Linked DNA regions of Mus musculus: region 2 is linked to region 1. The links are chromatin contacts, called in public HiChIP or PLAC-seq maps. All regions are on one chromosome and are shown on one strand. The core of a region is the stretch at or near the end of the contact, and the rest is flanking DNA. Distances in the headings are between cores, read along the strand shown.

Region 1 (5,976 bases), core at 544-3,043:
TATTTCTGTTCTCAAGTTTCTCCATGGTTTTGGCCCTTCTGCCTCCTCTAGCATATTGAGAGACCCTTGTGATTACTGTGCCCTCTGGATATCCCAGGCTACCCTTGAGTTCAAGTCCCCTAATCACATTTGCCATGTTAGACACCACGCACAGGTTCCTGGACTTAGTAAGTGCACACACATCTTTTCCATTTTGCTTCCCATACAGTGACTGGGATCATAAGGAAGCTGTGGCATGCTCTGTCATTATCTTTCCTTAGCAGATAAGAGACCCAGGGACGGAGAGGTTATGTAACCTGTCCGGGTCACCTGGAGAATAAGTTGCAGATCCCAGAACCAAGGTTCTCTCTGGTTGCAAAGCCTCCTGGGATGGGAGCAGCCTGGAATCCCAGCCACTCCCTGAACTGGTAGACAGATTCCAAGCTGGTTTCTAGGGAGTTGGGGAGTTTCCTAGGGAGATGGGCAGAGTACATTCCTGCCCTGGGTCCCAAATGCAGAGACCTGGGCGCAAGGTCCATCCTTGCCTCTAAGGCTGAGAGATAAAGGACACAGCAAATTCCTTCCACTCTCAACAGGCCCTTATCTAGAAGGAAGTTCATGGTAGAACCTCAAATAGATGGTCTCAAAAGTTCCTCTTAGCTTGAAAACTCACTTTCCATAATGGGATTTTAGAGATGATCTGTGGTTTTTGTTTGTTTGTTTGTTTTGTTTTGTTTTGTTTTGTTTTTAGATATTCTCATATAGCCCAGGCTGACTTCAAACTTGCTATATGGGCAAGGCTGTGGTTTTGAACTCTCAACCCTCTGACCTTCCAAGTGCAAAAACTGGCCACCGTACTCAGCCCACTCTACACAGCTACCCAGCTCTCCCATCCTGGCAAGTGAGCCTAGGCCCTCACCACTCTGGGAAGACATATCGTCACTGAACTACATGACCCCTTTTAGTGGTCATGGTATATGGTGAGGTTTTCTCTGGAAGGGAGGCTGAATAACAGCATCTACACATAACAAAAACATTGGCAACTGGGGCTGGAGAGATGGCTCAGCGGTTTAAGACCACTAGCTGCTCTTCCAGAGGTCCTGAGTTCAATTCCCAGAAACCATATGGTGGCTCACAACCATCTGTAAAGGAATCTGATTCCATCTTCTGGTGTGTCTGAAGACAGAGCGCTCATGTACCTAAGATAAGGAAGAAAGGAAGGGAGGGAAGGAGGGAGGGAGACAAGGAAGGAGCTAACAACTCCATGTTGGCCTCTGTCATTTCTTCTGAAGCATCAGAGGGGTCTTCATCCTCAGCTTGGGGATATGAGCCTGTCTGCATCTCACTCAGGCTGACACCTCAGTTGTTTTTGGATTTAGGGTTGGGAGGCTGGCTAAACATGTGGCATCTGGAAAGACAAATCCCCAAACCTGGGGGACCAGGGTGAGGTGAAAGGGGGAACCCCTTGGAAAGCAAAAAAAAAACTTTGGGGTGGGGCTGTGAGTGAAGGAGCCCACAATTCCTCCCTCCCTCCCTTGTTCCAGGCTCAGAGGGCACTAGCAACACAGAGGAGTCCAGGAGTGGGCTCCATGAGACTATCTTGAAGAAGACATACACCTCGGGATGGTGCAACTGCCTTACCCCTGGGGACCCCTGGAGTCTGCAGCCACCCCCTGCTGCCCCCACCTGAACCCTTGATCCCAGCTCGGCAGCCCCCGCAGTTTCCTGTTTGCCCACTCTGTTTGCCCAGCCTCAGGAACAGAGCTGATCCTTGAACTCTAAGTTCCACATCGCCAGCAAAAGTAAGCAGTGGCAGGGCCAGGCTGAGCTTATCAGTCTCCCAGCCCAGCCCCTGCCCACACACATATATAGACCAGGGAAGAAGAGCTGGACACCCAGACTGTCGGAGAGCTCCGGGGAGGTAAGTGCTGCTACCTGCCTTCGGTGGCTCTGGCTCCATAGCGCCTCCCAGTTGATGCTCCACTGTCCAAATCAATACCGTGGATATCTCGCACCTTTAGCCATTCTAGCCAATGCTTCCATGGGCTTGAATTGTGTGTGGAGCCTTTCCATGACAATGCCTCCCTTCAGCCCAGCCCTCCTCCTCCTTCTTCTTCTTCAGGTCACCCACACCCTTCAGGATGAAAGCTGTGGTGCTGGCCGTGGCTCTGGTCTTCCTGACAGGTAGGTGCCTCTTGACCTGCGTGGGACTACCTTCCTGGGCACAGAGAACAGAATTCCCACTGTTCTCTTCCCTGACTCCGAGTCTAACCTAACATGGGTCTCCCCTCCATCCCCAGGGAGCCAGGCTTGGCACGTATGGCAGCAAGATGAACCCCAGTCCCAATGGGACAAAGTGAAGGATTTCGCTAATGTGTATGTGGATGCGGTCAAAGACAGCGGCAGAGACTATGTGTCCCAGTTTGAATCCTCCTCCTTGGGCCAACAGCTGAAGTAAGGAAAGACCTAGCGTGGGGCCTGGAGCAGGTCAAGGGCTGCCCATCCAGGGTGGGCAGAGAGACCAGTGAGAAGATGCTGGAACTGAGCTGGCTAGCCCTTCACGGGCTTTCCTACCAGCTGGGCACCATGGCAGGTTCCAGTGGAGGACTAGGGATGGGATTCATCTGGCTGTTGGGTAACCACAGCCCCTCATTCAGCCTATGAGTGCCAAATCCCTTTTCCTTGGTAACCCCCAGTACTGGTCAGACAGCACCCAAAACAAAACAAAACAAAACAAAAAACAAAAAACGGGACTGGCCTTGTAACCAGCACCGACCACATCTGTGTTCTTGGTGCCTTCCGCCATGTGTACAGAGGAATGTAAAGGGAAGGCAGTGAGTTAGAGGGTTGCATGTTCGGGGAAACTAGGACCATAGCAACTGCACATTAGGGGACAGGTGGCACCCAGCTATCATGTGCATGGATCTGCAGACCAGGGGCAGCGCATGATGCCTGGGCTCGTCTCTCAGCCGCTCTCTTCCCCCTCTAGCCTGAATCTCCTGGAAAACTGGGACACTCTGGGTTCAACCGTTAGTCAGCTGCAGGAACGGCTGGGCCCATTGACTCGGGACTTCTGGGATAACCTGGAGAAAGAAACAGATTGGGTGAGACAGGAGATGAACAAGGACCTAGAGGAAGTGAAACAGAAGGTGCAGCCCTACCTGGACGAATTCCAGAAGAAATGGAAAGAGGATGTGGAGCTCTACCGCCAGAAGGTGGCGCCTCTGGGCGCCGAGCTGCAGGAGAGCGCGCGCCAGAAGCTGCAGGAGCTGCAAGGGAGACTGTCCCCTGTGGCTGAGGAATTTCGCGACCGCATGCGCACACACGTAGACTCTCTGCGCACACAGCTAGCGCCCCACAGCGAACAGATGCGCGAGAGCCTGGCCCAGCGCCTGGCTGAGCTCAAGAGCAACCCTACCTTGAACGAGTACCACACCAGGGCCAAAACCCACCTGAAGACACTTGGCGAGAAAGCCAGACCTGCGCTGGAGGACCTGCGCCATAGTCTGATGCCCATGCTGGAGACGCTTAAGACCCAAGTCCAGAGTGTGATCGACAAGGCCAGCGAGACTCTGACTGCCCAGTGAGGTGCCCGCTTCCACTCCCCACCCCCGCATTGGCTTTCTTACAATAAACCTTTCCAAAATGGAATAGCTTCTTTCTTTGGGGGACATAGGGCGGGCGCTAAGGGGACATCAAGGGACGTGAGAACATGGTGCCGCACTGGGGATTCCTTTGTACGCGACTACTCAGCTCTTAACGCTCACTCAAGCTGGGCACCTGGCTGGTTCAGGGTATGAGACAGAATCCCTTCCTAAGAAGGCTCCAAGGGAAATGGATGGCCAGGCAAAGCAACAAGGAACCCCAAAAGGGCCCCACAGAGGCTCAGAACACTAGTGCTGTAAACCAGGATGAGAGTGTCTGGCAATAGGACTGGCTTTGAGACCGCTGGTTTCTTGTGCTAGCCGAGTTTCCAGGTGGGGTCCAGAGGGTGCAGGACGGGAGCCTCTTCCACTCCCTAGAGCCAGGATTCCTTCAGGAGCCAGGAAGATTGGAGTTATTGGGTGGGTGCTAATAAAAAGCCTGGAGCTGAACCCGATCTCGGTAAACAATTCCCTTTGATCTTTCCCTCCGGTGCACCCACACAGTGTGCTGAAAGGGTCAAGGCTGCAGCTACTCTACCTGACAGTTGGATACAAAAACAAACAAACAAACAAACACCCCTCTCCATGATGCTGGTGACCACACATTTACTAGAGAGGCCTTCATATCCATCTCTAAATCCTGAAGGATGGCCTTTAAGTCCACACCAGTTGGGGAAGCTGAGCTGGGAGGTCTGAAGTTAGTCACTGCAGAAAAGGTGGGTCAGGATGTGCCGTTCCATTTTAAAACAAAACAAAAACAAAACAAACAAACAAAAAAACCCCTTTTATTACATGGGGCTGGTAAGGTGGCTTATCAGGTAGAGGCACTTTCGGAAGTCTGAGAACCTGAGTTCAGTGCTTAGAAGACACACACACACACACACACCCCACAAATATAAATAAAGGTATATAAAATATTTAAATTTTTATTAGACTTATTTAGTGTGTGTGTGTGTGTGAGTGTGTGTGTGTGTGAGTGTGTGTGTGTGTGTTTTCACGTGCCACAGAACATGTGTGGAGATTAGAGGACAATTTGCAGGTATCTGTTCTCTTTTCCACCATATAGGTCCCAAAGATCAAAAACTCAGGTCACCAGGATTAGTGTAGCGAGCGTCTCTACTAGCTAAGCCATCTTGCCAGTTCTTGTTTGTATTTATCTACTAGCTAAGCCATCTTGCCAGTCCTTGTTTGTATTTATTTTATTTGGAGACAGTGTCTCCACTAGCCCAGGCTAGACTCAGATGAGCTCTGATCTTTCTGCCCCATCTCCCAAGTGCTGGGGGTTTCAAGGATGGTCCACCACTGTTACTCTGTGCTGAGACAAACCCAGAGCTCTGTGCATGCAAGGCAAGCCCTCTACCACCTGAGCTGCCTGCCAAGCCCAGACTGTTCATTGTATAGACTTGCCCGCTATGGAGTGTAACCAAGCACTCATGTTCACAGGGTTGAGGATGTCTGCAGAAGCACTCTCACACCAACAGCCTTCCTCTCATCTGCCCCTCTTCATGCCTGTGTTGGTATGCAGGTGGTCTCCATCCATCCCCGGTGTATCTTCATGAGCCCCTGGCTGAAGGGGTGAGTTTTTAAATCCACAATCATGCAGAGCCACAGCAGACATTAAACCAGGTTTGGGTAGGAAAGTTTCCCGGTGTGGACAATGAGACTTCTGGCTCTTGGTGGACAGGAAGAGAAACCCCTATTGGATTTCCAGAGAGAACATAGTCCAGTCTGCTGGCTGTGCCAATGCAGTCTGGAAAGGAGCTTCCAACACCTGGCAGAGGCTTTTCCGGTGCCAGCAACGTGGAAAATGGAAAGCTGGCCCTGCAGTGTGTTTTCTCCTGATCCGGGGCAGCCACTGGCACTCTCTGAACATTAGTCTTTTACTCTATAATGTGCAAGACCTGTTTTGTGACACTGGGTCTCTTTGAAGTGAGTGTTTGGGGGTGGCAGGAACTTAGCAAGCAGCCCTTTTGGGATTCTGAGGACACTGGGTCTCCATTCCAGTCTAGAAGGTCACCTAGTTTAGCTATCACAGTGAGGACTGTTTACAAGGGGTGTGCGCATGCGGCACCTCATGCTTTTAGACACTACCATTTCATTTCTACAACAAACCTTCAGGGGAGGGGCAGGTCCTACCCACTTTATTCATAAGAAATGGAAGCCGCTACACTGCAGTGGGGTTGAGACTTATCCGACCACCCTCCCAATCTGCCTCCTTCCTTTCCGCCTGTTTAAAGGGGCCAGGCAGCCTGGGCTGTGCAAACCAGCTGCACGGGGTTGGTGATCATATCTGACCTTAAGCCTGGAGATGACATAAGACTGCTAGCTAGACAGATACTACACTCCAGCCACG
Region 2 (6,219 bases), core at 1,467-3,966, 270 kb before region 1:
AAAATATATAGAACGCCTCACGAATTTGCACGCCATCTCTGCACAGGGGGCCACACTAATAGTCTATACCATTCCAACTTCAGTGTCTGTGTTGCTGAAGAGAGAACTCAACAGTTTCTAAAATGGCCCTAAAAGTGTTTCTGCCACATGGTACCATACGTTGATGCAAAGTGGCACCCTCAACACTGATCATTATAAAACAAAAATATGGTTTCGAAGTAAATCTCTGCTGCTCTCTTGTAGCATATCTGGCCGGTGCCTCCACGTTATATCTGAGTAAAATCCTTTGCTTTGCCGATTTTAAAAAAAAAAAAAAAATTAAGAGCTAGTGACATGGTTCAGCGGAGAAAAGTTTCTCAGGCAGCACAAGGTCAAGTGAAAAAGTTTAAGAATCTTAAGGCAGGAATGGGGACAAGGACAGGGTGTGGAGAGGCATCTACTTCAACAGCCAGCCCCGTCCATCCCTCAGAAGGGCACATGCATTTCCTACCTGCACAGTGATGGCTGCCTTCTTAGTCATCGTCTGGTACATGCCAATGAAGGCTACATTGTTGTCCAGATCATAGACAGGGCACTGTGGAGGAAGGAAGGAAGAGGCAGATGGATGGGGAACTGGGCCCTGTCCCCTCTGCTAATGTCCCAACTACTTTCTGATGGAGGATAAAATGACAGACAGCTTACCAGGACATCTTGGATGGAGATGACTGAGCAGGGGAAGGCCTTCTTGGAGGTCACCTTGACAATTACCGAGTCCACACCATCAGGAAACTCGTATTTGAAGTACTGAGAACATAGGAAGGGAGAGTGTCATCTCAGGAGGGTGCTCTCTCTGCCCCTCCGAAGGGATCTGTCTCCTCCAAGGGAGGTTTCAGAATCTTCTTGGCTCAGACAATGAAGCTACGAGGGGAGAAGAGCCTTGACCGTGAACATCCCAGTCCTGCATGTCCCTGAGCACTGATATCCTGTGTGTCAGCTGGGCACATAGGATTGTGCCTGAGAGGCAGAGTAGGAAAGTCAGTGAGCAGACCCTGTCACTGCACTGTCCCTGCCTGTCTATCCACACAGGAGCTCCGAGAGTCCCACCCTAGAGACAAAATTAATTGCTAGTCCTAGCAATTCTGTACCTACTCCTGCTCTCATATCCAAATCTCCCCCAATTTTCTTTTTTGTTGTTGTTGCTATCTTGAGACAAGGTTTCTCTGTGTAACCTTGGTGACTTAGAACTCACTATGTAGACTAAGCTGGCTTTGAACTCAAGAAACCCACCTGACTCCCAAATGCTAGGATCAAAGGCATGTGTGACCACGTCAGGCTGAGGGACCCCATTTTGATAAGGGATTTTACCTGGGGCTGGGCTGCAGTGGTATTAAAAGTAAACAGCTCTCCAGTCCTACAGGGAAGAGAGGAACCCTACAATTACGCTCAGCACTTGGGAAGAAGGCAGAGGCTGTGAGGTCCCCTCTCTCTTACCCTCAATACCTGAGCACAAAATTGTCCACACGGTTGACTCGGAGCTGGTAAGTGGTATTGACGGGTGACAGGGTAGACACGTCCACATAGAAAAACTGGATCTCAGACTCATTCTTGGTGGGGGGCTGACACAGAGTTCGTTCCACTTTTTGGTAGAGGTACTTCCGCTGATATCTATGGTCCAAGACAGAGAAGAGTGTGACTAGTCCCAGCCAGCCTGAGTTCTTCCTATCAGGTCCCCATATTTCCCATTCCCTGGGCTGACAAAGTTACCCTCCTGCCACTGGGCTCAGGGAGAAGGGAGAAAAACAAAAAGGTTCCCCGGGTGAGGGTCCCTGAAAACCTGGCAAGGATGCCCCTCCCTACATCCCCAGGTCTTACTCACAGTCCTCGAAGGATTAGGGGCACCTGGAAGGACACAACAGCCTCCTTCTGGCGGACCACAAACAGCAAAGGCGCCCCTTTCTGCTTGTTCAGGACATTCACAGACACTCGCACACCCTCGGTCTGCAGAGAAGGAGGCATCCTCTTTCAAACTCAGCTCTCTGTTCCTCAGACACATGACTCTACAGACTGCAGGCTGAGCTCTGCCCTGTGCCGTCCATCCTGGCCAGCCAGGACACTGTCTGTGCTTCTCCTTGTGAGGGAACAGGCCAAGTTTCTAGAAATGACTGACACTGTCCGGTCCGAGGCTTGAAGAAGCTCGCTCTTGGAAGAACGGGTATACAGAGCAGCAGAACCCAGGCAACAGCAGGGATATGCAGCGGAGACCTTAGAAGGTTCCAGGATAGCCCACATGCACACACATGTTATAGACACGTGTCTACACACGTCCCTGTGCACACACTGTCACGGGAGATCAAGACGTGCCCTCAAGCCCTCAATCTTCTTCCTCATGAACTAGGAAAGCAGCAAGAAGCTCCGGTTCCACTGCTACTCTGGAGGCCAGAGCCCTGCAGGGAGGGGTGTAGGGAACTGTGTCGAAATACAAGTTGTCTCTCTAGTTCTGACCATGGGCCAAGCTCTGAAGTGACTTTCCATCTGAACCTTGATTCACCCTCTCTAAGAAAATAAAGAAATAACCCACCCTCTCTGCTGCGGACAAAGCTACACAGGACAGTGGGCGTTTAAAAGTGAAGAAATCACAACTGCAGACAACTAGTTACTAGGTTGCTGAAACCAAATCTAGGGGTAACGTTTCCCTGAGGGGTAGGTGCCACTTCCGGGATGATCCTGGAAATGGTACTCAAAAGGGGAGATCAGACTTCAAGGAAATGGATCCTGATGGTTGATCATGGCCTGCCAGAAACCAAACTCCTCTCCCTCCCAAAGAAAGCCTCAGGTGCCTCCTCCTCAACTCCAGTGCTTCCGAGTCAATCCAGATCGGGCCTTGGAGAATGAGCAAGAGAGCTAGGCAGGCCACACAGCCAGGCAGCAAGAATCTCCCAGGCTGTGCTCTGCCTGGGCCCAGCTCTGCCAGCCTTCTTTCTACTTTCACTACTGGGAAGAAATGAGTAAGAAGTCGGAGATAGTTCTGTCTTAGAAACAAACTCCCTTTTCTCTTGCCACTCAGCCTTCGAGGGCCTTATCTTGTCACCTTCAACTTACAAGGCCAGCTGGCTTTCTGAGGCAAGGAGGTCTGTCTCCTTCACCTCCCTGTGACCGAGCTCTTTCAATTCTAAGTTGGCCCCATCTGGAGTTGTCTGAGCCACGCAAGGCTGGGAGCCTGTTTTCCCCTCACCCCGACCTCACAGACTGAGAGCTAGATTGAGAGCCAGGTCACAGAGCAGACCAGACCGGTCCTGATCACAGCTGGTGGCAGGGAACTTCCCAAGCTGCCCCGCTGGAGCTGCCCGGGAATGCTGGTGGAAACCAGGTCTTGGCAGGGGGAGGGCGGCTCAAAGGCTGGCGGAGAGGAAAGGGGCAGCATCAAGTCCAGGCCGGGCGCCCACCCGCTCGGCCGCCCGTGGAGTCCCGCGCTCACCCGGTTGCGGGTCACGGTGTGGTTGAAGGTGTAGATGTTGACCAGCTCGCTGTTGACGTCGTCCGCGTAGGTGCGCTCAAACTCCGCGTCTTTCTGCGAGACGTTCTTGGGCCCCAGGGCCCCCAGGTGGCTCTCGACGGAGGCCACCAAGAGCACGCACAAGGGCAGACGCCAGGCGATCATGGCCCGGGACGGCGGGGATTGGCGACGGGACGGCGACCGGGCGCGTTGCGGCTGCCGCAGCAGCTTCCAGCATCTCACCGGGACCAGAACTTTAACCCCGGCCTCAGATAGGACGCGTCCCCTCCCTGGAGCCGCTCCTGGGCCTCGCGCGGATCCCGGCTCGCGAGGGCGGCACCGCGACCCGCTACCCCAGCCCGGCCCAGCCCGGCCCAGCCCGGCTGGAGACCCGGCGTCCGCTCGCGCCCGGAGAGCCGAGGCGGCGGTGGCCCTGGCCCGAAGGCTTCCCGGACGCGGGCCCTTTAAGGGCGGCGGACGCGGCGCAGAACTCGGAGCTACCAGGAGCTGCGCCGCGGTAAACAGCGGGCTGTGCCCGCCCGCTTACGTCATGGGAAACCGACGCGGATTTAAAGGGCCAGGCTGCCTCTACTTCCCACGCAGCCGTCGCCGCCTCCTTCCTTCGCTGTCCTGTGAGCGTCTGGAGTTGGGTTTTTCACGAAGGATCACTAAGTATTGGATTCTTGCTTTTGTGGTCCGCGTTTTTTTGGCTTTTTGAGACGGCTCACATAACTCAGGCTGGTCTGGAACTGGTCGTGTAAGTTTGGAGAGTCTTGAACGCCTGATCCTCCTCCCACCTCTACTGCTGGGTGTTGGCATTGCTGGCAAGATTCACAGAGCCCAGTAAGTGCAGGGTCTTGCTGACAGATGATTTCTTTGCTCAAGACAGGAATTGTGCTCCAAAATCATTACCCCAGCATCATTCTTTTTCCCTCATTGGCTCATAAAAGCGCCTGCCCACTGAGAGCAGCTCAGCGGCCGCTCCCCTCTCACAGTAGAGGGGATAACCAGAACCAGGGCACCATAACCAGGATGCCTTCCAACCTGTGAGCTCTGTCCCTACTCTGCAGAAACTGCTTTGTTTGTTTGAACAAAGCCCACGGAAAGATTCTGACCTTTCGTTGTCAACTGGCAAAAACCTTTCTGAGGAACTGTTTTGGCTTAGGCTTAAAAGAGCTCTATACCCTTCAACCCAGTCATTCCACTCCAGGGACTGTGTCCTACGAATAAGAAATACAAATAAAATATGGGGACAGCAATTTGCATCCCTGTGATCTTGAGAAAGCTCAAAGGAAACTGCTTGTTCACAGTGAAGGAAGAGGTGGTCAGAGATACTACTATGAAGTTAAGCAGATAGATTCTTAATACCATCAAAGGGACATCTAAGGAGGGAATTCAAGAATAACATTATATAAGTGGTATATAATCCAAACTTCAGACATAAATAGGAAAATATGCACAAGAACCGAGCTGAGATGGCTTATCAGGAAGAGGCACTTGCCATGGAAAGCCCGGCCTGAGCTCTACACCAGGGAGGAGAGAACTAACTCCACAAATTTGTTCTCTGACTTCCACAGACACCTGGCAACATGTGCTTGCGCACTTCACACACAGACACATGAACAATAATAAATTATATATATATATATACACACACACACACACACACACACACACATGTACAAGGGTGGATGAAGTGTCTCAGTGGGTGCGGGTGCTTGCCAAGATGCCTGATGACCATCTCTGGGACCCAAAAGGTGGAAGAGGGGAAAAACCTGACTCTGCAAGTTGTCATCCGCCCTCCACATGCATGCTGTAGCACCTCTGAAACATACACATATACACAATATGTAATTAAAGGTCATTACAAAGAACACAGACACACACACAGACACACAGACACACACATACACACACACACACACTTGGGTTCCATCCTGTTAGGAAAAGTATCGGTTCAGGGAGCCCCAAACCAAGTTCTCAGCACAAAGGAAGATTGATTTGCCACAGAAGGCATGGAATATGAGACAAAGACAGGAGACAGTGGATGAGGGAGAAGGGGAAGGGGTATTTGAGGACAAAGGACTGCCTCTGGCTAGAGAGGAGACAAATGTGGCCCATAGGGAAATGATGGTTTATAAAGGTAAAATGGGAAACTCCATGTTAGGATGAGGCGTTTAATTTTAATTGGGCATGTTAATTAGGCGAGCCAAAGGGAGCTTTTGATTGCTGGACTTCAACACTTTGATAGCTGGACCTTGGTAATCAACCTCAGGTGAAAGGATTGGCTAAATTAAGGAACAGACCTTGGGGGCTAGCTTTAGGAATGTATAATGTCTTTTTAGAAAGACAAATGGGGGAGAAGGGCAAGGCCTGCCAAGCCATGCTCACCAAGCTCAAGCTGTCAGAGTCCCTTCAAACCCCCAGTATGGTAAGTAAATAAATAACGTGTGCTACAATTGGATGTATTGTATTTCTGTAGACAAATTTTGTGTTTAAAGAAAAAAAATGGGCTGGAGAGATGGCTCAGCAGTTAAGAGCACTGACTGCTCTTCCGAAGCTCCCGAGTTCAAATCTCAGCAACCACATGGGGTATCACAACCACCTGTAATGTGGGATCTGATGCCCTCTTCTGGTGTGTCTAAAGACAGCTACAGTGTACTTACACATAATACATAAATAAATCTTTATACAAAAAATATGGCCAACCCTGAAGCTGTCAGATGTCCTGGCTAGGAGCATGTAGG

The links. HiChIP or PLAC-seq counts read pairs in DNA pulled down with a chosen protein or histone mark.
Region 2: an H3K4me3 HiChIP or PLAC-seq map of embryonic stem cells shows a contact between it and region 1, with 24 read pairs. The contact joins the promoter of A830035O19Rik here to the promoter of Apoa1 in region 1. A contact is called at or near these places in 6 of 39 promoter capture datasets (the SN4741 cell line, embryonic stem cells, liver and 3 more), 2 of 484 Hi-C or Micro-C datasets (bone marrow-derived macrophages and embryonic stem cells), 28 of 115 datasets of contacts at active chromatin or transcription factors (CD4 single positive thymocytes, the SCID.adh cell line, T-cell acute lymphoblastic leukemia and 19 more) and 5 of 9 other capture datasets (adipose tissue, embryonic stem cells, liver and 2 more).

The regions. Positions count from the first base shown.
Region 1 is chr9:46,226,837-46,232,812 of GRCm38.p6, forward strand. Apoa1 (apolipoprotein A-I) reads left to right here and starts at 1,794. Exons shown (of 4, transcript NM_009692.4): 1 at 1,794-1,900; 2 at 2,102-2,163; 3 at 2,280-2,433; 4 at 2,969-3,633. The coding sequence starts at 2,121. The coding sequence ends at 3,566.
Region 2 is chr9:45,951,270-45,957,488 of GRCm38.p6, forward strand. A830035O19Rik (RIKEN cDNA A830035O19 gene) reads left to right here and starts at 2,717. Exons shown (of 1, transcript NR_152206.1): 1 at 2,717-4,729. It overlaps Sidt2 (SID1 transmembrane family, member 2), which reads right to left and starts at 3,980. Exons shown (of 26, transcript NM_172257.4): 1 at 3,455-3,980; 2 at 1,856-1,977; 3 at 1,480-1,644; 4 at 1,345-1,390; 5 at 682-783; 6 at 491-574. The coding sequence starts at 3,637.